3 separate regions of the Mus musculus genome follow, and all the other regions are linked to region 1. Evidence: chromatin contacts called from public Micro-C data. All regions are on one chromosome and are shown on one strand. The core of a region is the stretch at or near the end of the contact, and the rest is flanking DNA. Distances in the headings are between cores, read along the strand shown. Region 1 holds the start of Uncx (UNC homeobox). Region 2 overlaps Tbx3os1 (T-box 3, opposite strand 1). Region 3 holds the start of Tmem132b (transmembrane protein 132B).

Region 1 (4,100 bases), core at 961-3,460:
TATTTATAGCGAAAGAAATTAAATTATAGCGAAAAGTAGTGCTCTTGGCCCTTGACCTCGGGATTAACCCTTGCAGCGCCCTTCTAGTGTCACGGGGAGAGGGGTCCCCCCACCTCCAGGCCTGTCTCCAACTCTGTACATTCCCCGCTCCTTCAGAGACAGAGGGAGGGAGTAATTAAGTCCAATTTGGTAGTCCAGTCACTGTAGATTAGAAGCGAGGCCCGATTGTAGTCCGGCTGGGGTCCAGGCCCGGACATGAGTGTTGGGGGAACCACCCCAAGGGCAGTCTGGTTCCCTCTCTGCCAGCTCAGTGGGTCAGGGCACACACACACACACACACACACACACACACAGAGAGAGAGAGAGAGAGAGAGAGAGAGAGAGAGAGAGAGAGAGAGAGAGAGAGAGACATGGCACACACCATTCTGGCCTGTCCCATTTCTTCCTGCTTAGGCCTTACTTTTGCCAAAGCAAACTTGTCACTGTGCCCTGGGGTTGTGATGATCAGGCTTCCTTCTGGGGCAGGCGGTCAGAGTACTTTGCCTACAAATTTAGAGTCAGCAAAAAGCCATCTCTCCAGTGACAAACTTGCTTTTACAAAGGATACATCCCCATCCCCCATCCCCATCCCCCATCCCCCTCCCCCATCCCCCATCCCTATCCCTCATCCCCCATCCCCATCCTCCATCCCCATCCATCCTGGCTGCGTCCACCTCTGCTCACAGTCCGTGCTTGCGGCTTATTTAAGGATATGTCCCCTAATGATTTAGTTTTTGAGACTATCAATATTTTACAGTGGAGAAGGGAATGGCATCTCACTGCGAACATAATTTAATTATAATAGATGGGTTAGTGCCTCCAACCCATTCTTCAGAGCTGACTCAGAGGGAGATTTATTTATTTATTTATTTATTTATTTATTTATTTGAAGGGATGCGTGGGCCATTGGTCACTATCCTGAAGTTACCATTGTCCTTCCTCCTTCCATGCTCCCTCCTCCTCTGGGCTGGCATCCAGGACCCATATGTGTGGGAGTTAAGTGGGGTTAGGGTGCCCCAGCTGCCACCACCCTGTCTATATTGATGGGGTAACTGCCAATCAAGGAGGAGGGCGTCGGGTTAGACTCCTTATAGGTGGGGGCCGCATTTGGCTGGATCACTGTTTGGAGGTTCTTCTCTCCCCCCCTTCCCCTCCTCTCCTCTCCCTTTCTCCCCTCCCCCTTTCATTCTGGTCTCTCCGTCCATCTAGTCCCACTTCCCTCCCTTTCTTCTCTTTTTCTGCCTTGTTCCCCTCCTTCCTCCCCTTCTCTCCACTCTCCGTTTTCATTCTCCCTTCTCTTTATCCTCCCCGCTTTCTCTTCTCCTCTTCTCGCTTCTCTCTGTCCTTCCATCGCTTCTGGTTCCACTCCTCTCTCCTTCCTTTCTCCCCCATTACTTCTTCTCCTTCCTCCTCCATTCTCCTCCCTTTCTTCTTCTCCCCTCCCCTCCATCCTTTCCTCCTCTCCATCCACTTCCTCTCCTTCCTCCCTTTCTCTTTCTGCACTCCTCCTCCCCCAAACCTTTCCTTTCTCCCCCTCCCTCCTGGGCTTGTTCTTCCTCCTCTTTCTTCCCCTTGGTCTTCCAGTTCGTCGGGACACTTCTCTCCCCTTCCTCTCCTCCTCTCTTCCTCCCCCTCCTCCTCCCTCCGCCGCTCGCGGCAGCCCGCAGCCCGGGAGAGGCCGCTGGTAGAGAAGCCCTTGTAGTTTTAAATTCAATGTGACAGTTTCGGAAAGAGCGGATGATGAATCTCCCATTATTGGATCAGTCTATTTGCCGCTCAATGTCTCTCTGTAATTGGAGCAACATCACTTTAAAGGTTCAGAGAGTACAGCATTTCTGGTGAAAAATCCCCACAACACGCCGGCGAATGTTTTAAAGGGAAATCTATTAGAAGGAGGCGAGGGGCGGGAGCGGCGGGGAGCAGGAGTGGGGGGCTCGCCGGGGGCCCCCGGCCGGCCGAGCGCGGCGGTGCCCCTCCCTCCCCACCCCGTCTTGTTGTGACAGCTCCTGATACTGTTTATGGAGGTGCGTGTCAGGTATAATTAGCAATCGATATGGAAAACGTTTCCTTGCACCCAGCACGCCTCTGACGTCAGAGCCGATTAGCGCTTCTTATTGGTCCCAAATTCCCCGGGCCGCGGCTAATTATCGAGAGCTTGATGTTGATAAAGTAAAGCGGCGGAGCGCGGGCCGAAGCATGTGTAGGGCTCCGGGCCCCTGTCCCCGCCGCCGTCCGCGCCCCCGCGCCCCGCCAGCCCCGCGCGCGAGATGATGGACGGTCGCCTCCTGGAGCACCCGCATGCCCAGTTCGGGGGCTCGCTGGGCGGCGTGGTGGGCTTCCCCTACCCGCTGGGCCACCACCACGTGTACGAGCTGGCCGGTCACCAGCTGCAGTCGGCCGCCGCCGCCGCTGCCGCGGCCTCGGTGCCCTTCTCCATCGACGGCCTGCTCAGCGGCTCGTGCGCTGCAGCCGCCGCCTCGGTGGTCAACCCCACGCCGCTGCTGCCGGCTGCCTGCGGGGTGGCCGGCGAAAGCCAGCCCTTCAAGCTTGCAGGTAGGCTGGAGGCGGGGACACGGGGAAACACAACGGGGGGCCTCGGGGTGGGGTGCACCAGGCCGTCGGAGAATAGCGACCCACTCCTCCGTGCACCCCGCACCCGAGGTGGGTGCAAGCGGGACAAGCATCTGCCAGGTGGCTGAGCCTTGCAGCGTCCTGTGCATGCCCGCAGACTCGGGGGATCCAGACAAGGAGAGCCCCGGCTGCAAACGGAGACGCACCCGCACCAACTTTACCGGCTGGCAGCTGGAGGAGCTGGAGAAGGCGTTCAATGAGAGCCACTACCCGGACGTGTTTATGCGCGAGGCGCTGGCGCTGCGCCTGGACCTGGTCGAGTCCCGAGTTCAGGTAAAGATTGGTGTCGCCCAAGGAGTCCGAGATCCCGCACTAGGCGTGCAGAGCGCGGTGAGGCAGGGCCACCTTTGTTCTAAGTGGCGGGGAGGTGGTTTCAGGCTCCGCGCTGCTGGCCATGGTGGGGATTATGAGGGTTGAACCCCTTCTCCCATCTGGAGGTGAGTAACTTGAGAGTGCCGAGGTGATTGGGGAGAGATCCTGGTGGCGCCCCAGTAGCCACTGCAGTGACTGCGTTCGATTCGGGGAAGCCGGGTGTAGGTTGGCTGCGGCCGCGGCGCACAGTCTGGAAAGGCTGCCGAGGCTCGAAAAGCCCTCCAGGAGGGGACAAAGTGGGCCCTGGCCTGGGCGCTCTTGACAGAGGCTTTCTCCCATCCTCGAAGCTGACAGATCTGTTGCTTTATTTCTGGCTTGTGAAATATTAAGATAGAAACATGCATTTATCCATCGTCTTACAAACAGCCGCTGGGGGGGTGCATTTGTGGGAGAGTAGGTGGAAACTTTCGCGGTTAACACATTGGAAAAGAGGGGGCTTAAAAAAAAGGGCATCTGAATTTAAGATTCTTCTCCATTAAATTCCTCCCTCCCCAACCTCTTCGTTATTCGATTTCATGAGGAGTCAGGAAGCAGTATTCATTAAAAAAAAAAAAAAAGCAGCGTTAATTTGGCGTAATAAAATTCCAGAATTAATGTCTGCATAATAGATGCTTTCCTAGAATACAGAAACCTTGGGGTCTGTGTTATTAGTGGGTGCCTGGGGTGGAGGCAGACGCTGGCAAAATACCAGTTTAGCGCCATAGCTTTGCCTGAAATATTTGGGTCCTGGGCTTTGGCCTGCTCTCATCTGTTTAAAAATCCCTCTCTCCAAATTGTTCTGTGGCTTAAGTGAAGTCCGAATCTTTTTTATATCCCCTCTAATATGATAGAAATTTCTGATGAGGAAGTAATCTGGAAATTGCACCCCTCCAAAAAAAAAAAAAGTTTTGAAAAAGAAAAGAGAAAGCTTCCCAGGGTGTTGGCTTAGTCTCAGAGACTTTTGCACAAACCAGGCTCCCTTGGAGCAGGTCTGCTGTGCAATCCTGCTAACTTTATACGGGCCACAACAAAGCCTTTACATTGCTACATTCTGCAAGGCATGGTAGCCTTGCCCAGGT
Region 2 (4,100 bases), core at 766-3,265, about 20 Mb before region 1:
GTTCTGGAGAAGTACGAATGGTGATGCCTGCCAGTGCCCTTCACCCTGTGGGGACCTGGCTGTTGGACCTAGTTTCCGAAGTTCCCAGCAGCTAACCTTCCTAGGACTGAAAACCTGCGTAGCGTCACCTTGCCACTGTCTAGTGCTACCTTTTTTAAGACCTTGGAGTTAACTGTCTCCTTCCACCCCCTGCTTCCTAGATCTTCTGTTTTCTTGTCTTCAAAATGGGCTAAAATGTATTCTTTTTTAACCCCAGCAAAGAAAACTCAGGACGGCCAACCTGGAAGGAACCCTTCCTCCCATGAGCTTCCAGAATGGTGTGCAGTGTTCGGGAGTTAGAATGTACTCAGCAAACACTTGTGGAAACCCGGGTTTTCCAGCACTTACACCAAGCTTCATTTCTATCATCTCAAAATAGGTTTGTTTTTCCTGGACTTGTTTTGCACATTAGAATCCATTTGGAGAAGCACTAATTCCCTTAAAATGTATTTTTGGAACTAGACACAATTCTTTTGTTGTGTTGTTGTTGTTGCTTATTCTTGCTATAGTGCCCAAGCAGGTCTCCAACTTGCTGTAATCCTCCTGCCTCAGCAGCATGTACCACCACAGGCAGCCCAAATGAGTATTCCCCTTTTAGTCTCTGTGTCTTCTTTGACATTCTTTTCATCCTCGAATGACTACTTTCTAAAAACCTGGCTCTGATAAAACTGATAGGAAAGCCAGGTCTCCCTCCCTGCCACTCCCAGACCACAGAAGCTCTGTGAGTGAGTGAGACAGTCTCTCTCTCTCTCTCTCTCTCTCTCTCTCTCTCTCTCTCTCTCTCTCTCTCTCTCTCTCTCTCTCTCTCTCCCTCCCTCCCTCCCTCCCTCCCTCCCTCTCCTGCTCTGTAAATCAAGTCCTAGCACGTGTTTGAAGTCTTCCAATGTGGTAGACCAAGCTTCTCTCTTGCATTGGTTTTGTGACAAAATCTTGATGTGTAGCCCTGCCTGGCTTCAAAGTCCCTGTGTAGACCAGGCAAACCAAGATCTTGCAAGGGTCCTCCTGACCCTGTTTGCTGAGTGTTGGGATGACAAGAGCCACTTTTAGCCTGAGGTTTAAAGTTGTTTTAAAAATATTTATTTACTTGTTTATTTTATGCCTATGAGTGCCTTGCCTGCATGTATTTAGGGGCGCCCACAAAAGAGTCTTATCCCCTAGAACAAAACCATTGTTAGCCATCATGTAGGGTTCTGGGAACTCAACCTGCGTCCTTTGCAAGAGCAACAATTGCTCTTAGCCACTGAGCCATCTCTCCAGCCTATAGTCTGAAGTTTTAATGACTTTGATGGAGTCTCTTCTAGGACCACTGAAGCCATCTGACAACCCGTACTGTCCAGACCCCAAGATATCCTGGACCCCTTAAAAGTAGGAATCCTGAATTCTGGAATGGATGTTCCCAGTCCAGCGTCCACCCCCACCCCCACCCCTTTCCCTCCCATTTCCTAGCATGCCTCATGTGAGTCCCTCACTTCTGCCCAGCGGAGGGGAGGGGAGCGTGAGGAAGGATGGGAGAAACAAACTTTGCAAAAAGGGGCGCAGTGCTATGGGATTTGGGAAACCAAGTGCCTTTTGGCACCTTGGCTCTTGAGGTATTCTCCCACCACCACCACCACCACCACCACCACCACCACCACCACCACCACCACCACCACCACCACCACCACCATTCAACTAGCATGGAACTAGAACAGGTGGAGTCTCAGAGCATTTCCCGGTGGCCTCCTGAGTCGGTGATGAATCCTGGTCTTTTCCAGCCTCCCCAGAGGATTCACTTTCCAGATCTGTCACTCATTAAATGACCCTCTTCCTCCCTGGCCTTCCTAGCTTTGGCCTCTGCAACTGCTGAGGGTGAGGCTCAAAAGCGAAGCCTTTTTCCACAACCTAATGTGTCCCCAGAGATTCTCTCAGTCTACGGGAGGCACACGGAGAACCTGGCTCCGCACGCCATGTTTTCCCCAGCGCCATCCAGCGGGCGCCACGGCAAAGGCACCTTCTTCGGTGGTCCCCAGAGCCTCTTCGGGAGCAAAAAGTGGAGGGGTTCCCTAGTGCCCAGCAGTTCCTCCCCATCTCTTCATCCTCAAAGTAAGGTATCCCTGTCTGTCCTCGCTCTGCCTAGGGTTGATGGGGTTCAACCCTATTATTTACACACAACTGGCAGGGAATGGTTCAAAAGAGAGGTTGGGGTGGGGGGGGGAGTATTTGCAACACCACTCCCCGGAGACTTCCCTGTGGCAGATTGAGGGTTCAACCTGTGCTGGGTGACGCTTGCAGCTCCCGGCACGGCAGACATGTTAAGTCCTGTCTTCCTAATTGTAGCACCCATGACCTTATACTGGCTGAAGTCGGGCTCCTGCCTAGACGCTCTGCCCTTACTTGCAAGCAGATTTGGGAAAACTTCATCCCCCTGCTCAGGCGCTTCCCCAAAGCTTCTCCCTGCACCTAATCCTGAAAGCAAAGGCGGGAAAACACTACTTTCATACATGAGGGATGTTATCGCTAATTTTTTTGGAAACGTGCCTAGGCACACACACATTACATATATTATTGAGCGGGTTAGTGGGAGACTTAAAAACACTGAATGTCGGCAAGAAGGGCATATTCTCCAATTCCCTGGTAATTTGTAACAGACAGACTTTATTGCTCCAAGAGAGGGTAAGTGTGTAGTTACAGCGTTAATTTAACTCTGTCTATATGGATCAAATAGGCGTGTGCCCGTGGGGTGCGATTGCAATGAGTTTTTTAATCAGAGATTTAATTTCATATTCTGGGCTACTTAGAAAGCCCATATGTATACACCCATGCCCACAAAGAACATTTGAGAAATACAGATGTGATATTCTCTGACGTTTAAATAGCTCAATGGAACACAAGCTCCCAGTTGCACCGAAGCGCGTCGTAGTAAACTCCGCAGGCATTAGGCGGATCTACTCTTGATGTTCAGATCTTCAGAGTCCAGACCGAGAGCCAGACCAACTGCTCTAGATTTGAATCTGAAGCCTGTCTTCTGATATCCCAACCAAGAACTCTCTTGATCCCAGTTCCCTGCCCCCTTCATTCCTGCTAGAAAGACTATATTAGATAGATAGATAGATAGATAGATAGATAGATAGATAGATAGATAGATAGATACTTTTTAAAAAATTCTTTCACTCTAATATCTGTTATACATACACATACATGCACACGAGCACACAAATCTATTCTAGTCCTTTAAAAACATCATAGTCTACAGCAAAAATGCCTTTCACCGACTTCAACAATTCTTAAATTCTAGATGGAGAAATGAAACAGAGAAGCCTGTCTGGGTTACTCAGGACATGAATGCACGAACATAAAAGTGAAAAAAATCCATCATATTTTAACTTGTCTAATAGAAAAATCTTAACTCCACTGGACCGTGTTTCCTCCTCTTCCTCCTGCTTTCAAAAAGACCACAGTGTGTGCAGGGCAGGGGCGGGGGTGGGGGAAGCCACTTAGAATGAAAAGGAAAAAGAAAAAAGAAAAAGAAAAAAATCCGAGGTGATATTTACACCTGCGAACTTTGGATGGTTGTATTCGGCCCCAATTGGTTTAATTGTAAATCTTTTCCTCATGGCCCCCAACTCCTGGACCGCGCGCGCGTCTGGGTTTAATAATGCACCTCCCGCACCCCCATCAAGGCCTAGCTGGAAAAAAAAAAAAAAAAAGACAATTCCCCCAGCCCCACCCCCACCCAACTCAGAGGCTATCCCTGCCCCCTTCTCCAAACCTTCCCCCAAACCCAAGCTCCGGGAACCCTTAGACACGTGGAAAGCTCCGAAAACCAGGAGATGTTTCAAAAGCAAAGCCAAAAGAAGTAGGGGCCCTTCCTACCTTATCGGCCTGAACCTTTGGCTTGGGCACTGGGGAGCAGGGATCCAGGATCGTCTGTCTATACAGTAACTTTTGGACTGTAAGGTTGACTTGTTTCCGGAATTAGAGGCCACCAAAAAAAAAAAAAAAAAAAACGAAAAGAAAAGAGAAAAAACACGTAAAAGCACCCAGCAGCAGCGGGCAAGGATGCATCCTCCCGGCTTTCAACT
Region 3 (4,100 bases), core at 738-3,237, about 14 Mb before region 1:
GGTGGTGGTGGCGCACGCCTTTAATCCCAGCACTCAGGAGGCAGAGGCAGCTATACAGAGAAACCCTGTCTCGAAAAACCAAAAAAAAAAAAAAAAAAAAAAAAAAAAAGAAAGAAAGAAAGAAAGAAAGAAAGAAACCCAGAACCCACTGTCCACCTATTGATGCCTTTGCCAGGAGCATGGCAAAGACAGGATTCCTTATGAAGGAGGGCTGCAGGCAGAGCAGAATTTGTTCTTGGTAACTAACCTGCTCCTGCTCCTTATTCTTTTCTTCTTTTTTAAAAAATTGTGGAAGAGCCTGGAGCTGCCTGGACTAATGAGTCCCTACTAATGAAGTAGGTCCACCAGCCCCCTCACCAGCTGGGAAGGCCGGAGTGTGCTGATACTCGCCCATGGAGGCAAATCAGACACGGTGATAACGGCTGCAGCGAGCATGAGGGTGTTACCCTTGGCGGATCGGGTCAGGGGTTTCCTGTGTGCATTCCTGGGAATACCAGCTAGAGGCTGCCCTGACTTTATGTCTCAGGTTGGGAAATTGAGGCTCTTTGGAGGATTATGAGTTTTGCCTGCCCTGGGTTCTCAACTAAGGATGCTGGGCCACAGTCTGCATCATCCCTGTTGACTGATTTGAGGTCTGACCCATCTTTCTTTTTTTCTTTCTTTCTTTCTTTCTTTCTTTCTTTCTTTCTTTCTTTCTTTCTTTCTTTCTTTCTTTCTTTCTTTCTCTCTCTCTCTTTCTTTTTCTTTTTCTTTTTCTTTTTCTTTTTTTTTTTTTTTTTTTTTTTTTGGTTTTTCGAGACAAGGTTTCTCTGTATAGCCCTGGCTGTCCTGGAACTCACTTTGTAGAGCAGGCTGGCCACGAACTCAGAAATCCGCCTGCCTCTGCCTCCCGAGGGCTCGGATTAAAGGCGTGCGCCACCACTCCCGGCTTCTGACCCATTTTTCTACGCCAAGCCAGGACACCAGAAACTGGTGGCAGGTTGAGCAGAACCCAGACTCTAATTCAGGTGTTTAGACACCACAGCCTCTGTCTGGCTTTGCAGCCTGGTGAAGGGAACTTCCAGGGCCTCTCAGAGAAGCACCTCGGAGCTTCCCTGTTTCAACCTGTCGCCTGGACTAGGCTGTGCATTCAAAGGGACTGTAGTTTCTTGGTCCCTGTAAGCTGGGACTCTCTTCCCACGCCGGGCTGAAGCCTGGCCCACTTCGTGGACATATCGGACGACCTGCCTTGGTGGCGGAGCCGTGCCTCCTCTCCCCACTCCTTAGCACAGAAAGAGCGCTCTGATCTGCCTGAGGCTGGTAGATACTCTTGCGGGCTCTCAGGCCACACCACATCTATCACGTGCCCTAGTCTGCGCGCAGCAATCTATCCCTCACAGATGCCTCCTCTGCGGGCCTCTCCGGTAGCTTGCTTGCCTTCTCAACCCCGGGGACGCCCAGCGTTGCGCTCCCTCCCAACACTCCCTGGGAACCCGCTCCGCACTCTAAACGCTCTCTCTGTCCCTGCCCGACTACCTATTCGGGTCTCCACAGGCCTTGGCGGCCCTGTGCTCTCCCCTGGGAGTGAGTGACACATCCTGACGCTTAACCGCTGGGTGGCCGCCTGGTGTCTTGGCCCGGAGGAGGGGAGGGGACTGGGGGGGGGGGAGGACACCTCCCTGCCTCCTCTTTTTCTATTCTTTAACATCTCTGGGTATGTTCCTCCTCTCTCTTCCTCTCTTCCCTATTCCTCTTCTTCTCCCCTTCCTTTCCTCCTTTCATCTCCTTCCTTCCCTAACTCCATCCTCCTCCCTCTTCTTCTAGCCCCATTCCTCCTCCTCCTCTCCCTCCTCCTTCCTCCTCCCTTCCCCTTCTCCCTCCTCCTCCTCCTTTCCTGTCCTCCTCCCTCCTCCTCCCTCCTGGCTGCTCCCCTCCTCCTCCCTCCTCCCTCCCCTCCTCCCTGCTCGGCTCGCTCACTCTCGCGCTGGCTGGAGGGGCGGCCGGCAGCTGGCGCTGGCCGAGGCGGCGGCGGGATGGGACGCGCGCTGGGGCGCAGGAGCCGCGGCGCCGGCGGGGGCCGCGCAACTCCGGCCAAGTGCAGGGCGGGCGCGCGCTGAGCCCGGGCGCCGTCTGCAGCCGGCGGCCGAGCGCGGAGCTGAGAGGTGCGGGAGGCGGCGGCGCAGGAGCGAGCGGAGCCCGGCGCCGGCTCCCGGGAGGACCATGCGGGCCCCGGCCGCGTCGCTCGGGCTGCTGCTGGCGCTGAGCGCGCTCCGCTGCGCAGGTAACGCGGCCGCGTCCCCTCCCCGACCCCGCGCGCAAAGTTGCTGCCTGGGTCCCAAGTCCCGGGCGGCCGCCGCCTCCTGCTCTTGGCGGGTCTGGGGAGCCCCGGGCGGCCCAAACCCCGCGCGCGTCCCCTTTGCCTCCTCTCCAGTCCCAGCTGCCCTTTGGATCCTTTTGGGGCTCCGGGAGCCACAGGCAGGGCTCCCTGAAATACCCCTCCTTACGCTGCCTGGCACCCGGGCCCCGGGGTCTGCTGGAGATGTAGTGGCCCAGCGTCCGTGGATTGCTGTCCTGTTGTCTGGACACCTGCGGGGCCTGGAGGTCGTCTGGGCTGGCCATGTCTGGCTTGGCTGCAGTCCTTCCCGCGCCTGGTTGCCCCTCTGTTTCCAGCCTCCCAAAGCTACCCGCTCCCCCAAGTGGCTCCCGCTGTCTCCCAAAGTAGCTTCCGCAGGCAGCCAGGTGACCCTGCCGCTCACCCTCTGGAAGCGCGGGTCGTCCCAGCACCCTGACCCATACGTGGTCTAGCAGGACCCGGGAGCGTGGTCCGCTCAGGCACCTAGTGATGTCTAACGTGAAGGTGTTCAGAGCCCTCGCCCCGGGATCCGGGAGTCTGGCTCCAGACTGGCACCTGCGCAGCTGTCGCCTAAACCCCGCGAATGGGGGAAGTCAGAATAGCCAGTTATATGCTGTTTGCAGCCTGGGATGGAGTTGGCTAGGTTCAGCCACCTCGGTGTTGCTACGTGTTGGTTGTAGAGGAAGCTTATCCTAAAATGACAGTACCCCCCTCCCCCACCCCAGGCAAGTAGAGACAATCCCAAAGGCTGGGAAGAAGCGACAGTCACGAGCCCTGTTCATGTGCGTATGAGGGCTGTGTTCTCCAGACCTTTAAAGCCCACGTTTTGGGAGCAGGTAGCTTTAGACTGAGAGCTTCGCTTCCCATTCCTTAAAACAAAAACCGACCGTACAGATACCCAGAACGCGGAAGGAAAAATGCACCCTCAACTTTGCGGCTCCGACTGCCTGGGTGAGGTCGCACTTAGGAGTAAACCTGGATGCCAACTTGTTTGGAAGGATGACTGTGCATAGGCAAAAGTAAATATTGCCTTCCTTCTAGATGACCTCAAGTGACCCCAAATATTTACTAAGACTTTCCCCTTGGAGAGATGGTGGCCAGCCTTGGGCTTTGTTTGCACCACTGGAGGATGGCTCTGGTCCTCAAGTGGAGGGCTCTTCCTTGGCGCCGTTAATGAGCAACCTCGAGCTGCTTGCTCTTGGAACTCCCCTGTGGGTTGGAGAGGGGCACTGACGGGGGTCCAGGCCATTTCCTCAGAGCGGAAGCTCTGAGACGCGGTTGCCAAAGTGCACAGTCCCTCGGACTTGCAAATTACAGTGTTGTGGCTATTTTCTCTCTCCACGGGGGTCAGCGTTCGCCTGGCTGTGTTCAAAAAGCCATCCTGGGCAACCTTGAAGGAGGAAGCTGCCTGTTTCTTGCCTTGTGCCAGAACGAGTCCCCTCACCCTGTCCAGCCCCACCCAGCTACAGAAGAGCCTGTGCGTGGATGGCTCTGGGAGGCTTGTGGTAGAAGAGAGGATGTGCCACCCCTGGGAACTCATTCCCGGCCCTCCTAGGAGGTGTCAGTGCAGCTCTCGGCTGCATAGCTTGCCATACTTTGGGTCCTCGGTTGCCCATGCCTTCCATCGGTTCCCACCAGGGACATAAAGAGAAACACAGTTTGCTAAGCCTATATTTAGCTCCAAAACAAGGGTGATGTTTCTGAAAGAGCTGCCTACACTTGGTTGGTTGGTTGGTTGGGAGTTAACCAGCTTCATCTAGAACTGGCT

The links. Hi-C and Micro-C count contacts between places; a contact is called where the count stands out from the background.
Region 2: a contact with region 1 is called in a Micro-C map of embryonic stem cells, with 31 times the contacts expected there. The contact joins the enhancer-like site here to the promoter of Uncx in region 1. A contact is called at or near these places in 2 of 39 promoter capture datasets (cranial neural crest and embryonic stem cells) and 4 of 484 Hi-C or Micro-C datasets (all in embryonic stem cells).
Region 3: a Micro-C map of embryonic stem cells shows a contact between it and region 1, with 11 times the contacts expected there. The contact joins the promoter of Tmem132b here to the promoter of Uncx in region 1. A contact is called at or near these places in 1 of 39 promoter capture datasets (embryonic stem cells) and 2 of 484 Hi-C or Micro-C datasets (both in embryonic stem cells).

What each region holds. Positions count from the first base shown.
Region 1 is chr5:139,541,688-139,545,787 of GRCm38.p6, forward strand. Uncx (UNC homeobox) reads left to right here and starts at 2,211. Exons shown (of 3, transcript NM_013702.3): 1 at 2,211-2,592; 2 at 2,768-2,943. The coding sequence starts at 2,307.
Region 2 is chr5:119,658,761-119,662,860 of GRCm38.p6, forward strand. All of the region lies in intron 1 of Tbx3os1 (T-box 3, opposite strand 1), which reads right to left. Gm16064 (a long non-coding RNA gene) reads left to right here. Exons shown (of 2, transcript XR_878735.2): 2 at 257-502. Among named protein-coding and RNA genes, the nearest start is that of Tbx3, 10 kb to the right of the region's middle. Within about 2 kb of position 2,016, at least 6 of the 459 cell types and tissues checked have an H3K27ac peak or open chromatin away from gene starts, as enhancers often do. A contact at or near this core is called in embryonic stem cells, where this site is marked.
Region 3 is chr5:125,530,431-125,534,530 of GRCm38.p6, forward strand. Tmem132b (transmembrane protein 132B) reads left to right here and starts at 1,988. Exons shown (of 9, transcript NM_001190352.1): 1 at 1,988-2,260. The coding sequence starts at 2,200.